3 separate regions of the Mus musculus genome follow, and all the other regions are linked to region 2. The links are chromatin contacts, called in public ChIA-PET and HiChIP or PLAC-seq maps. All regions are on one chromosome and are shown on one strand. Each heading gives the region's core, a stretch centred on a gene start, on an enhancer-like site or on the middle of the called end of the contact. The rest is flanking DNA. Distances are from core to core; before and after follow the strand shown. Region 1 overlaps Pced1b (PC-esterase domain containing 1B). Region 2 has its middle 91 kb from the start of Gm41393. Region 3 has its middle 43 kb from the start of Rpap3.

Region 1 (3,794 bases), core at 1,292-3,791, 210 kb after region 2:
AACGCCTCCATGAGACCCAGCTGTAAGGCATTTTCTCAATTAGTGATCAAGGGTGGGAGGGCCCAGCCCACTGTAGGTGGTGCCATCCCTGGGCTGGTAGTCTTGGGTTCTATAAGAAAGCAAGCTAAGCAAGCCAGGGGAAGCAAGCCAGTAAGTAACATCCCTCCATGGCCTCTGCATCAGCTCCTGCCTCCAAGTTCCTGACCTGCTTAAGTTCCAGTCCTGACGTCCTTTGGTGATGAACAGCAATGTGGAATAAACCCTTCCCCCCCACCCCAACTTGCTTCTTGGCCATGATGTTCTATGCAGAAATAGAAACCCTTGACTGAGACACACAGTAACAGAAACCAAGTTAAGAAAGGGCATTCTGGTGAAGCACTGTACATTCCTGAGGGCTGGGGGACACAGCCAAATGTCAGTAGACTGAGGCGCAAGACACAGACTGACAGAAACCACAAGCAACCCTTCAGCTGAAATTATTGTCTCACAAATATAAACAGCCAGGGTAACGGACGGGATATGGAGATATGTATTTTCCTCCAAGATAAAAATTTAATGAAACACACAGAAATTTGCCTAAAGACTCCCAGAGAAATGGCATTTACTCAAAATAAGAAAACTCCACGGGACAGCTTTTTAACAACAGAGACATCTCTAAAACATCAGGAAAAGAAGCTGCCCTTAGGTGACCCGGGAAGATCTCCCTGAAGTCAGTTTGTCACCCTGAAGTCAGTTTGTCCGAGGCATCCCGTGAATAGCTGGGAGCAGATCGAATAATCACGCTGCACTGCGAAGGTTCAGGCTGTGCGACAATTGGTAAATAAACTAACAGCAACACGTGACTTGGAGGGTCTGAGTCTCCCGTTCTTACGGTTCTTACCCACATACCAGATGGCAACACACACCCATAATCAAGCACAGAGCCCCTGTGGGCTGGGGGCTGGCGGCAGCTGAGTCAGACTGGCCTCTGCGGAGGAGTTGATCCGCCTCCACAAAGGGCTTTTTTGCGCTGTCAATTCTCTGTCTCTCTCTGTCCCCCCACCCCAACCTCTACCCCACCCTACCCCTCCCCACACCCTTCTTCTTTTTTTAAACAGGGTCTCACCATGTAGACTCAGCTAGTCTTAAATTTATAATCGCCTGCCTCAGCCTCCTGCCTCAGCCTGAGGTCACAGTACGGATGCTCTTGAGGGCTAATGGTATCCAGGGATGGGTTCCAAGCACCTGTGAGTGGCGTTTGCTTACTGCTATATGCAAAATTATATCCCGTCAGAATCAAGACGCTGTGCAAACACACTGAGACATCTTAGGGTGAATAGACATAGCTGGACCCACAGGCGTCTTAGCTCTTTAAAAATGTCTCCTTTAAGCTAGAGGAAGTACCCAAGGAGCTGAAGGGGTCTGCAACCCCCTAGGAGGAACAACTATGAACTAATCAGTACCCCCAGAGCTCCCTGGACTAAACCACCAATCAAGGAAAACACATGATGGGACTCATGGCTCCAGCTGCATATGTAGCAGAGAATGACCTATATGGTCATCAATGGGAGGAGAGGCCCTTGGTCCCATGAAGGTTCTATGCCCCAGTGTAGAGGAATGCCAGGGCCAGGAAGCAGGAGTGGGTGGGTTGGTGAGCAGGGAGAAGGGGGTAGGGAGAGGGGATTTTTGGAGGGGAAACTAGGAAAGGGGATAACATTTGAAATGTAAATAAAGAAAATATCTAAATAAATAAATAAATAAATAAATAAGGTCTCCTTTAGGCTAGTGTGCCAAGTGAAAGAAGGCAGTCAGAGACAGACAGACACGGGTCAATTCAGAAACAGGAAGTAGAATGGAGCTGTCAGGTTTGAGGGGAGGGGAAGTAGGGTAAATGGTGAAGGGAAAGTTTCTACCTGGGGTACATAGAGTCTCAGTTTTGCAAGGTGAATGCGCTCTGCAGGTGGATGGTGGTGACAGCTGCACATCAGTGGGAAAGCATCAATTCCTACACTTAAAAGTAAGATGCATGCTGAGGTCTGAGAACAAAGGGTCAGGAGTTCAAGGCCACCCCAGACTACTTGAGACCCTGTCTCAAACACAGAGCCTACTTTGCCTTTGCATATCTGTGGTAGGTTGAATATGTTTGGCCCAGGGAGCGGCACTATTAGGAAGTATGGCCTTGTTGGGGGAAGTGTGTCATTGTGGGCGTGGGCTTTGACAGTAGTCTTCTGTTTGCCTTTGGATGAAGATGTAGAACGCTCAGCTCCTCCTGCACCATGCCTGCCTGGATGCTGCCATGCTCCCAACTTGATGATAATGAAGCTGTAAGCCAGCCCCAACTAAATGTTGTCCTCTAATGAGAGTTGCCTTGGTCATGGTGTCTGTTCCCAGCAATGAAAACCCTAACTAAGACAATATTTGAGTATAATCTAAAATACATAAATGAAAAACATGTAGAGAAAAACCCAGTAAGTATCTATTTCCTCTGAGGTGAGAGAGGCCCGTGGTCACACTCTCACTTGTCTGCCAAGCTGTCTTTCATGAGAATGCAGCTTCCCCTGCATCAAGGTGACACCCTCTTTGTTTCCTTGTGGCTTTGTGAAGGCCTTTCCAACAGGAGGCTCAGCGCAGGCCCGGGCCTCTATTATTAACAAAACTGAAATGTTAAGTGGACTTTTCCGTTCTACCAAAAATCGGTTGCTTTTTTTTTTAAAGCATCCTTCTAAAGCAACCGAAGTCAGTGGGAGGAGGACTGTATTTCTCTTAGATATGTGAAGTTACATAAGTCAAACTTCAAAGAACGCAGCACATTTCTTCATGCTGTGCGTGGCTTTTGAACTGAAGAGCTCAAATCTCTGTGGTACCGTGACCTCGCCTTTCCCTGTACCCGTGGCCTGGGAAATCAAATTTCACAATGGACCAACCTCTCTGCCTGTGCCTGGTATCGACTCAACAGAGAAGGGGCTGATGGGAAGCCGTCTGTAAGAACAGGCTGGTTGGATCTGTAACATAAAACCCATGTTTTAATAATCAAAACAGCTTCTCAGGGGAACCTTAGGGATTGGGCCCCTGAATGGAGACCCGGGGAGGTCTCAAACACTTTACACTGCAATTCGAGGTGAGACTGTCTCTTGCACTTTAGGTCTTCATCGTGCACATAAGGAAAATCCGAATTGTTTTTGACCTTCAGAAGTTTTGCCTACTCAGAAATGTTCTAAGTCCTGTCTTCAGCATAAAAAAATGCTATATTTTATTAATAAGCTCAGGGCACACCTTATGCAGTTACATTGTTCATGTCAACCACAAACTGGCACGGAACATCTCCTAAGGGAAACATATTGGATTTATTTATTTTATGTGTATGAATGTTTTGCCCACGTGTATACACGTGAAGAGGGGACTTGATCCCCTCTAACTGGAACTACGAAGAGCTGTCATGTGGATGCTGGAAATCAAACCCAAGTCCTCTGCAAGAACAACTGCCCTTAAAAACAAAAGGCCATCTCTACAGCCCCACTGTGTTTGTCTAAAATTTGTTTATTTATTTTGTAGGTAGGGAAGTGCTGGTGCCTTGGCACACTAGCAGAGGTCAAAGAGCAACTTGCAGAAAAGTCTCTTCTCTCTTTCTACCATGTGGGTCCAGGAATCAAACATAGGGGACCGAATTTGGGTTATCAGCTTGGCAGAGGGCATCTATACTCACTGAGCCATCTCAGTCAGCCTGGATAGACATTTACAGTTGATTGATTTTATAGATGATTGAGTAAACAACCATCCGTTAAAGTGGGTCTTCCTGTAACCCTACTGCGCGCTCG
Region 2 (3,981 bases), core at 101-2,600:
TTCCTTCCCTTGCTCCATCCCCCATCCCTCCTCGCTCTCTCTTTCCTCTCCCCCTTCTTTCATTCTTCATTCTCTCTCTCTCTCTCTCTCTCTCTCTCTCTCTCTCTCTCTCTCTCTCTCTCCCTCTCTCCCTCTCTCCCTCTCTCCCTCTCTCCCTCTCTCCCTCTCTCCCTCTCTCCCTCTCTCCCTTCCTCTCTCCCTGGTGTTACTAATAAATTGATCGGGTGACCATGGGCTGAGGAGGCTCAGACCCTTAGACTGCACTAGAGGCAGAACAAAGCCCACGTCATTGCAGACCAGGGGTTCTCAGCCTTCCTAACACTGTGGCCCTTTAATACTTCTCCTCATGAGGTGGTAATTCCAACCATATGTTATTTTAGCTGCTACTTCATAACTATAGTTATGAATCATAATGTAAATATTTTGGAGATAGAGGTTTGCCAAGGGGTCATGACCCACAGGTTGGGAAACAGCTGCCCTGGGGACTTTCCACTTTGGCAAGCATACTTTCTTTTCCTTGCTTCTAAGAATATCTAATAAAACTCTTCTCTCTTACCCGAGCTGGAGCACAGATCTACCTGGAGTCGTGTGCTGCCCGACCTATGAGTCACCTGGCGCTTATGTAAGCTCATTAGAATTTTCAAGCACCCAAGTTTGTCTTTTAACATCTGCATGTTTTCTTTTGTTATGAGGCCCATCTCTTCCGTCAGACATTTGCAAGAATCTTTGTACTGAAAGTTTTTCTCCCGTTGACCAGTACCTATAAAACTGGATATGTAAGAAAGCAAATACAACCCACAAAGGGATTTCTCACATTTTCATTTTTGTTCTTTGATTTTGGTTTTGCTTGTTTTGTTGTTCTGTCTTTGTTTGTGTTGTTGTTGTCTGTGACATGAACCTTGTGAACCCCAGGCTGGCCTGGGCCTCTTGATCTTTCTCCTTCCGGACTCTGAGGCTGTGGCCACAGGTATGCCTCTCCACACTGGGCCTAAGTACTGCCTTTTAAAAGGCGTTTTCTATTGAGTTTAAAGAAATCTGCTACAGTGTTCTGGAGCATGGGCCTACATCCACATTGCCTTTGAACTTGGAGTTCTCCAGAAGCCTGGGGAAGAAAAAGTTCAACAGTTCCCAGGAGTGCTGTGGCCTCCTGACACAAGTGGGGGTGGGGTAGGGGGAGATGGAGTCAGAGAAGGTGGAAGTGTGCTGCTCTGAAGTCCTTTTGGGGGTGTGACGGGTAACCCCACCATACCTTGCTTGTACTTTAATATTTTAGTTGTGACAGGGCATCTCAGGGTAGAGCCAGCAGGGGGCATTGCATTTCTTCTAGGAACAACAGCCATGAAATGACCTATCCCACCAGGGAGCGCCTGCCCACTTCTGAGTCTCTTGTGCAAAGCTAGAGATGCTGTCAGGAGACAGAGCTTTACCTCTGGCTCCTGGTGTGCCACACACACACACACACTCACACACACACACACACACGATAGTGTTAAATATCACAAACACTGTCTTACCATTGGGGAAGTTACAAGTCCTCGATCGGTTTTGCTGAGCAGAAGTCACGATGTCTGTGGGAATGGCTCCTGTGAAGCTCGGCAGGAAGAATGTAGTCCCTCCTGCAACCTTGGCTCGAGTCACTCCAATTCTGCCGCCATTATCACATCGTCTGCTCTAATTCTGGCCCTTCCATGTCCCACTTTAAAGACCTTGTGATGATGACATTGGGGTTATCTGGGAAAATCCGGGCTAATCTCTCCATCCCAATTAATTTAATTGCATCTGTAAAGCCCATGGAAGGCACCATTTGTAGGTTTCAGGGGCAGGATGGATGTCTATTTGGAAGGGCATCGTGATAGACAAGATGGGTCATCAGCGTAGCATCTAAGAAACCCAGGAAACAAGCCTCTGTCCAGGAATATGAAGGACTATCTAGATGGGATTAACTGAGTGGGAAGACCTCGGCTATGGGTGGCACCCTTCCATGGGTTATGGTCTTGAACTGAGTGGAAATATTGTCAGGATGGGTGGAACTGGCTCAGATCAGCTTATTGTGCATCCATGTGTGCCTTAGCCTTCTGAGTACTTGACACAGCTAGGATTGTCTAGGAAAAGGGAATCTCAATTGAGAAAAATGTCGTTAAATCAAATTGGCATAGGCAAGTCTGTGGGGCATTTTCTTGGTTGATGATTGCTGTGGCAGCTCAGACCATTGTGGATGGAATCAGCCCTGAGCAGGAGATCCTGGAGGGTATAAGAAAGGTTAACGGGATGTGAGCCAGGCAGTCAGTAGCATTCCTCCGTGGTCTCTGATTCAGTTCCTGCCTTGGGTTCCTGCCTTGAGTTCCCTCACTGGCTTTCCTCTATGGACTGTGACTTGAGATAGATAAGTCAAATAACCCTTTCCTCCCCAGGTTGCTTTTGGTCATGGTCTTCATCCCAGCAATAGGAAGTAAAAGAAGACAGCCCGTGTCCTAATGACTGATTTATCTATCTGCTAAATTTTAATACTATTCAAAAGCTTATTTCTTTTTAATGATTTGAATATCACTTTCTATGTTCCAGTCTTCAATATCATTTTCTTTTTGAAGATTCAACAAATGGCTTATCAGTTATAGTTCTGAACTTGTGGAATTAAAACTTCAAGTTGAATTGTGTTGGTTTAAGTCTGATGGGAGTGGAGCAGGCTTGAGATAATGGGGGGGCGGGTTTAACTGGGGATTTCGGGGTTAGAAACAGCTAATGAAGTTGGGTTTTTTTATATTATTATTAAATTAAGATTTAAACCTTAAATTAAAAGGCAGTAAAATGGAAGTATAACTCATACCAGCCTCTAATAAGGGATGGCATTCTCAAACTCTAGCAGCTAAGCAGAAGCAAGGATACTCAGAAGGTTTGTTAGACCCCTGTCTTAGGACTAACACTTCAGACTTGATGTCCACTGACGATAAACACAAAATGATCAAGATATGACTTGGGTTTATTGACGATAAACACAAAATGATCAAGATATGACTTGGGTTTATTGACGATAAACACAAAATGATCAAGATATGACTTGGGTTTATTGACGATAAACACAAAATGATCAAGATATGACTTGGGTTTATTGATCCTACAATACTCTCCAAATCCTTTTTTTTTGTTTGTTTGTTTTAAATCCAGCACAGTGAGACTGTACAGAAACTGTAGAAGCACCCGCATTCTGTTTAAAATTACATTCATTAAGTTATTAGTAAAGTTAGCCTGATCAAACAAATGGCCAAATTGAAAAAAAGGCAGAATAACAGAAAATACGCTAAAATCAATAAAAGCAAAAAGGCCTCAATGGTATCTGTGTAAACTGGTTTTTTGTTTGTTTGTTTTGTTTGTTTTGTTTTGTTTTGGGCCATGGGATTATATTTGAATTTTGAATGCCATGGAATTATATATTGAATTAAGAAGCCAGACAGGCACATCCTTCATGCAAACTTGCCAGGAGAAGCACCAGAAGCGGTAACCCAATGCCTCAGTGAGCTTCTCACATGTTAGAAATGCTCAGAGAGGTGGGAGGCTGGTTTGACAAGAAATGGCTCCCAAAGGCTCCCATAGTTGGGTACTTGGTCGTTAGGGAGAGGGGGCTACTTGACAGGGATTAGGAGGTTTGGTCTTGCTGGAGTGGGTGTGGCCTTGTGGAGTAGGTGTGGTCTTGCTGGAGTGGGTGTGGCCTTGATGGAGGAAGTGGTCACTGGGGGCGGGCTTTGTGGTTTCAGAAGCTCAAGCCAGGCCCAATGTCACTCTCTCTTCCTGCTGCTTGTGGACCCAGATGTAGAACTCTCCAGCATCATGTCTGCCTGCATGATACCATGCTTCTCTCCCTGATGACAATGGAGGAAGCCTCTGAACTGTAAGTCAGCCCCCATTAAATGCTTTCCTTTGTAAGCATTGCTGTGGTTCTCTTTACTACAACAGAGCATTAACCAAGACAGAGGCCATGACTACTCC
Region 3 (3,913 bases), core at 144-2,643, 170 kb before region 2:
AAGACACCACTGCTTAAAACCACAACGCTCACAAAACCAAAACTGCGTCGAAAGAATTATGTTTTGACTGGATCCAGAGTTCTTGACTGACAGCCTTCCTTTTCAATGCTGGGGGGAAAAATGTCAGCGCCACCCTTTGCACCGCGGTGGCTAATGAGAAAAAGCTCTTGCTGGTCCCCTATGGGTGATCCTAGGAGCTTTCTTGCAATGCACACAATTGGTGTTTCTAGTTTGCTGGCGGCCTTTGTAGCTGTTTGGTATGTGAGAAAAACACTAAGCTCGGGGAATTCACACTGTATTCCTCATATCCCAAGGTCCCCGGACAGTCTGTCTGCTTTTGTTTGTTTGGTTTGTTTTTTTGGTTTTTTGTTGTTGTTGTTGTTTGTTTTGTTTTTTTGAGACAGGGTTTCTCTGAATAGGCCTGGCTGTGTAGACCAGGCTGGCCTTGAACTCAGAAATCTGCCTGCCTCTGCCTCCCAAGTGCTGGGATTAAAGGCGTGTGCCACCACTGCCCAGCTACAGTCTTTCTTCTTTTCTCTACTTTACTAGCAGCTTTTTTCCTCCCACTCATCCTTGTCCCCCTCTTCTTCCTCTTCTTCCTCCTGCTCCTCCTCCTTCTTTTGAGACAGGGTCTCATTATGTAGCCGAGGCTATTCTGGAACTCCTTCTGTAGACCAGGTTGGCCTCCAACTAAGTGATCTGCCTGCCTCTGCCTCCCGAGTACTGGAACTAAAGGTGTAAGCCATTGCACCAGGCGTTTAGAATTGTCTTTTAGAATGATCTGTACACGACGTCCTTTCAGTTGTAATTAGCAGTGGAAATATGCAAAACTGCACTGGCTTTTAATCATTTTAAAAATATCTTCTGTACTTAATTCTTAATCTCACCCGGAAATTTCTGGTGTGAGATTAAGACCTCCTTGCCCAACATCCCTGTGCCCACAAGGGGGCAGCAAGGGGCAGAAGCTTCTGGGTGAGATTTAGTGCATGGTAATCTATCTTTAACAGATTATTGTTTGGGTCCCTTCTACACGATTCTGTGGAGTCTCGAAGGCTGGCTCTGGGAAATGTTACAGTTTGAATGTGAAACATCTCCTGCAAGCTCGTGTTTCGGGACATTTGGTCTCCATCTGGTGGCGCTGTTTCGGGAGGCTGTGTAATCTGGACGCTGCACCTAGCTGACAGGCGAAAGGTCTTGAGGGTTATCAGCCAGCTGTTCCTGGCTGACGCCATGGAGCACGCATCTGCCCGAGGCTCCCGCTGCCAGGCTGTGAACGCTGCCACAGTGGGCAGTGTCCTCGCGAGAGAAATCCTTCCTTCTCTAAATTGCTTCTGCCGGGTAGCATCACAGCAACTAGGAAGGCGAAAATACAGAAAGACGGAGCCCTTGAGAGCTGCCTTGCTCCTTCTGTACCACAAGGGGGCAGTAAGAAGGCACCATGTGAGGAAACAGGCTCTCACCAGACACTGAATCTTCCAGGACTTCCCCACCTGTGGTTTTCAGCCTGAATGGGTAGAGATCTAGAGATAGTCATCCCCGTCCTTGGTGCAATAGCCCCCAGGCCACCCCTCTCCCAAGTCCTCATAGTTCCCTCTCTGAAGCTCACTTAGTTCCCAGCCCTTTGCTGTACCAACGAGGTAAAGTCTACAGTCAACATCTCCCTAGTCTGCTATTTGTTCTCTTTGCTTCTAGTCCCTATAAGCCGTTCTCTATCGCAAAGGTAAAAGTAAAAATGTTTATTATTAATGTATACGTGAGAGAGAGAGAGAGAGAGAGAGAGAGAGAGAGAGAGAGAGAGAGAGAATGACAGGTGTGGTTATAGGATAACTCCATGGAGTTGGTGCCCCACATCTAGGGACAGAAAGAACTCAGTTTATCTTCATGGCAAGCATCTTTTTACCCACGTCAGCCACCAAACTTCTAAAAGCACAAGTCAGTTCTTGCCACTGCTGGATTAAGAGTTGGAAAGTTAGGTGCGTGTGGTGGCACAGGGCCTTTTTAGTCCCAGCACTCAGGAGGCAGAGGCAGGCAGATCTCTGAGTGCGAGGCTAGCCTGGTCTAGAGGGAGTTCCAGAACAGCCAGGATTACACAGAGAAACCCTTTCAAAAAATACATAGCAAAAAAGAGAAAATAAAAGAATCTGTAAGTGGTATGTCATTGCACTTTTAATAAAATATAACATCTTTTTAAAAAATTTTAAATATTAATTAAAATTTTTGTATATGAGAGTTTTGCCTCTATGTATGTATGTATGTATGTGTATGTATATATGCATGTATGCATGTGTGTATGTGTGTATGTGTGTATGTATGTGTGTATGTATGTATGTGTGTATGCATGTATATATGTGTGTATGCATGCATGTATGTATGTGCGTATGCATGTATATGTATGTGTGTATGTGTGTATATGTATGTGTGTATGCATGCATGTGTGTGTATGTATGTGTGTATGCGTGTATATGTATGTGTGTATGCATGCATGCATGTGTGTGTATGTATGTGTGTATGCGTGTATATGTATGTGTGTATGCATGTATGTATGCATGTGTGTATGCATGTATGTATATATGTGTGTATGCGTGTATATGTATGTGTGTATGCATGTATGTATGTGTGTATGCATGTATGTATATATGTGTGTGTGCGTGTATATGTATGTGTGTATGCATGCATGCATGTGTGTGTATGTATGTGTGTATGCGTGTATATGTATGTGTGTATGCATGTATGTATGCATGTGTGTATGCATGTATGTATATATGTGTGTATGCGTGTATATGTATGTGTGTATGCATGTATGTATGCATGTGTGTATGTATGTATGTATATATGTGTGTATGCGTGTATATGTATGTGTGTATGTATGCATGTATGTGTGCATGCATGCATGCATGTATGTATGTGTATGCATGCATGTATGTGTGTGTATGTATGTGTGTATGTATGTGTGTATGTATGTCTGTGCACCATGTGGCCAGAAGAGGATATGTGCTCCCCTAGAACTGGAGTTATGAATGATCATGAGTCATTCAGTGGGTGCTGGAAACCCAACTTGGGTTTCTCTGCAAGGGTAGTGAGTACTCTTAACTATGCCAGTCCCGAAATAGGCTTCCTATTCACAGTCTACTAAGCCCCTACGTGATCTACCTGCTGTCTGTTTCAGCCACTAATGCTTATCGATTCTTCCCGTGGTCACTGCGTTCCCAGCACCCCTTGCTCCTTTTCCTCTCTGTTAGTGCTGTCTTATGCTGTCTCAGGGCCTTTGCACCCACCTGCTCGGTCTCACCTCCTCTAAGAGAGCCGCTAACTTCTTCTCTTACTCATGAAACTTTTCTTAAACACTGTTTAATTTTATTCGAGCTCTCTGATATCTTCTGGCACTGTACTGGCTGGTTCTGTGTGTCAACTTGACATAGGCTGGAGTTATCACGGAGAAAGGAGCTTCCCTTGAGGAAATGCCTCCATGAGATCCAGCTGTAAGACATTTTCTCAATTAGTGACTAAGGGTGGGAGGAGCCATTATGGGTGGTGCCATCCCTGGGCTGGTAGATTTGGGTTCTATAAGAAAGCAGGTTGAGCAAGCTAGGGGAAGCAAGCCAGTAAGCAGCACCCCTCCATGGCCTCTACATCAGCTCCTGCCTCCAAGTTCCTGCCCTGTGTGAGTTCCTATCCTGACTTCCTTTGGTGATGAATAGCAGCGTGGAAGTGTAAGCTGAATAAACCCTTTCCTCCCAAACTTGCTTCTTGGTCATGATGCTTTGTGCAGGAATAGAAACCCTGACGAAGACAGGCATAGTTACTTATTTGCTAGCGTGTGCCTCCACTCCCTACCCACCCCCTTGAGGTATAAACTTCACAATATCAGAATTGTTGCCTCTTGTTCATTAGGATGCTGGAAGAGGTGAAAGGA

The links. HiChIP or PLAC-seq counts read pairs in DNA pulled down with a chosen protein or histone mark. ChIA-PET counts read pairs in DNA pulled down with a chosen protein or histone mark.
Region 1: an RNA polymerase II ChIA-PET map of memory CD8 T cells shows a contact between it and region 2, with 17 read pairs. The contact joins two enhancer-like sites. A contact is called at or near these places in 1 of 15 datasets of contacts at CTCF or cohesin (pro-B cells), 1 of 484 Hi-C or Micro-C datasets (cranial neural crest), 1 of 115 datasets of contacts at active chromatin or transcription factors (memory CD8 T cells) and 1 of 9 other capture datasets (embryonic stem cells).
Region 3: a contact with region 2 is called in a CTCF HiChIP or PLAC-seq map of the NIH/3T3 cell line, with 10 read pairs. The contact joins two enhancer-like sites. A contact is called at or near these places in 1 of 15 datasets of contacts at CTCF or cohesin (the NIH/3T3 cell line), 3 of 484 Hi-C or Micro-C datasets (CD4 T cells, cortical neurons and granulocyte-monocyte progenitors) and 3 of 115 datasets of contacts at active chromatin or transcription factors (Th17 cells, embryonic stem cells and memory CD8 T cells).

What each region holds. Positions count from the first base shown.
Region 1 is chr15:97,285,993-97,289,786 of GRCm38.p6, reverse strand. All of the region lies in intron 3 of Pced1b (PC-esterase domain containing 1B), which reads right to left. Among named protein-coding and RNA genes, the nearest start is that of Amigo2, 41 kb to the right of the region's middle. Within about 2 kb of position 2,541, at least 18 of the 459 cell types and tissues checked have an H3K27ac peak or open chromatin away from gene starts, as enhancers often do. A contact at or near this core is called in memory CD8 T cells, where this site is marked.
Region 2 is chr15:97,495,915-97,499,895 of GRCm38.p6, reverse strand. No RefSeq gene overlaps it. Among named protein-coding and RNA genes, the nearest start is that of Gm41393, 91 kb to the right of the region's middle. Within about 2 kb of position 1,350, at least 39 of the 459 cell types and tissues checked have an H3K27ac peak or open chromatin away from gene starts, as enhancers often do. A contact at or near this core is called in the NIH/3T3 cell line and memory CD8 T cells, where this site is marked.
Region 3 is chr15:97,661,356-97,665,268 of GRCm38.p6, reverse strand. No RefSeq gene overlaps it. Among named protein-coding and RNA genes, the nearest start is that of Rpap3, 43 kb to the left of the region's middle. Within about 2 kb of position 1,393, at least 173 of the 459 cell types and tissues checked have an H3K27ac peak or open chromatin away from gene starts, as enhancers often do. A contact at or near this core is called in the NIH/3T3 cell line and memory CD8 T cells, where this site is marked.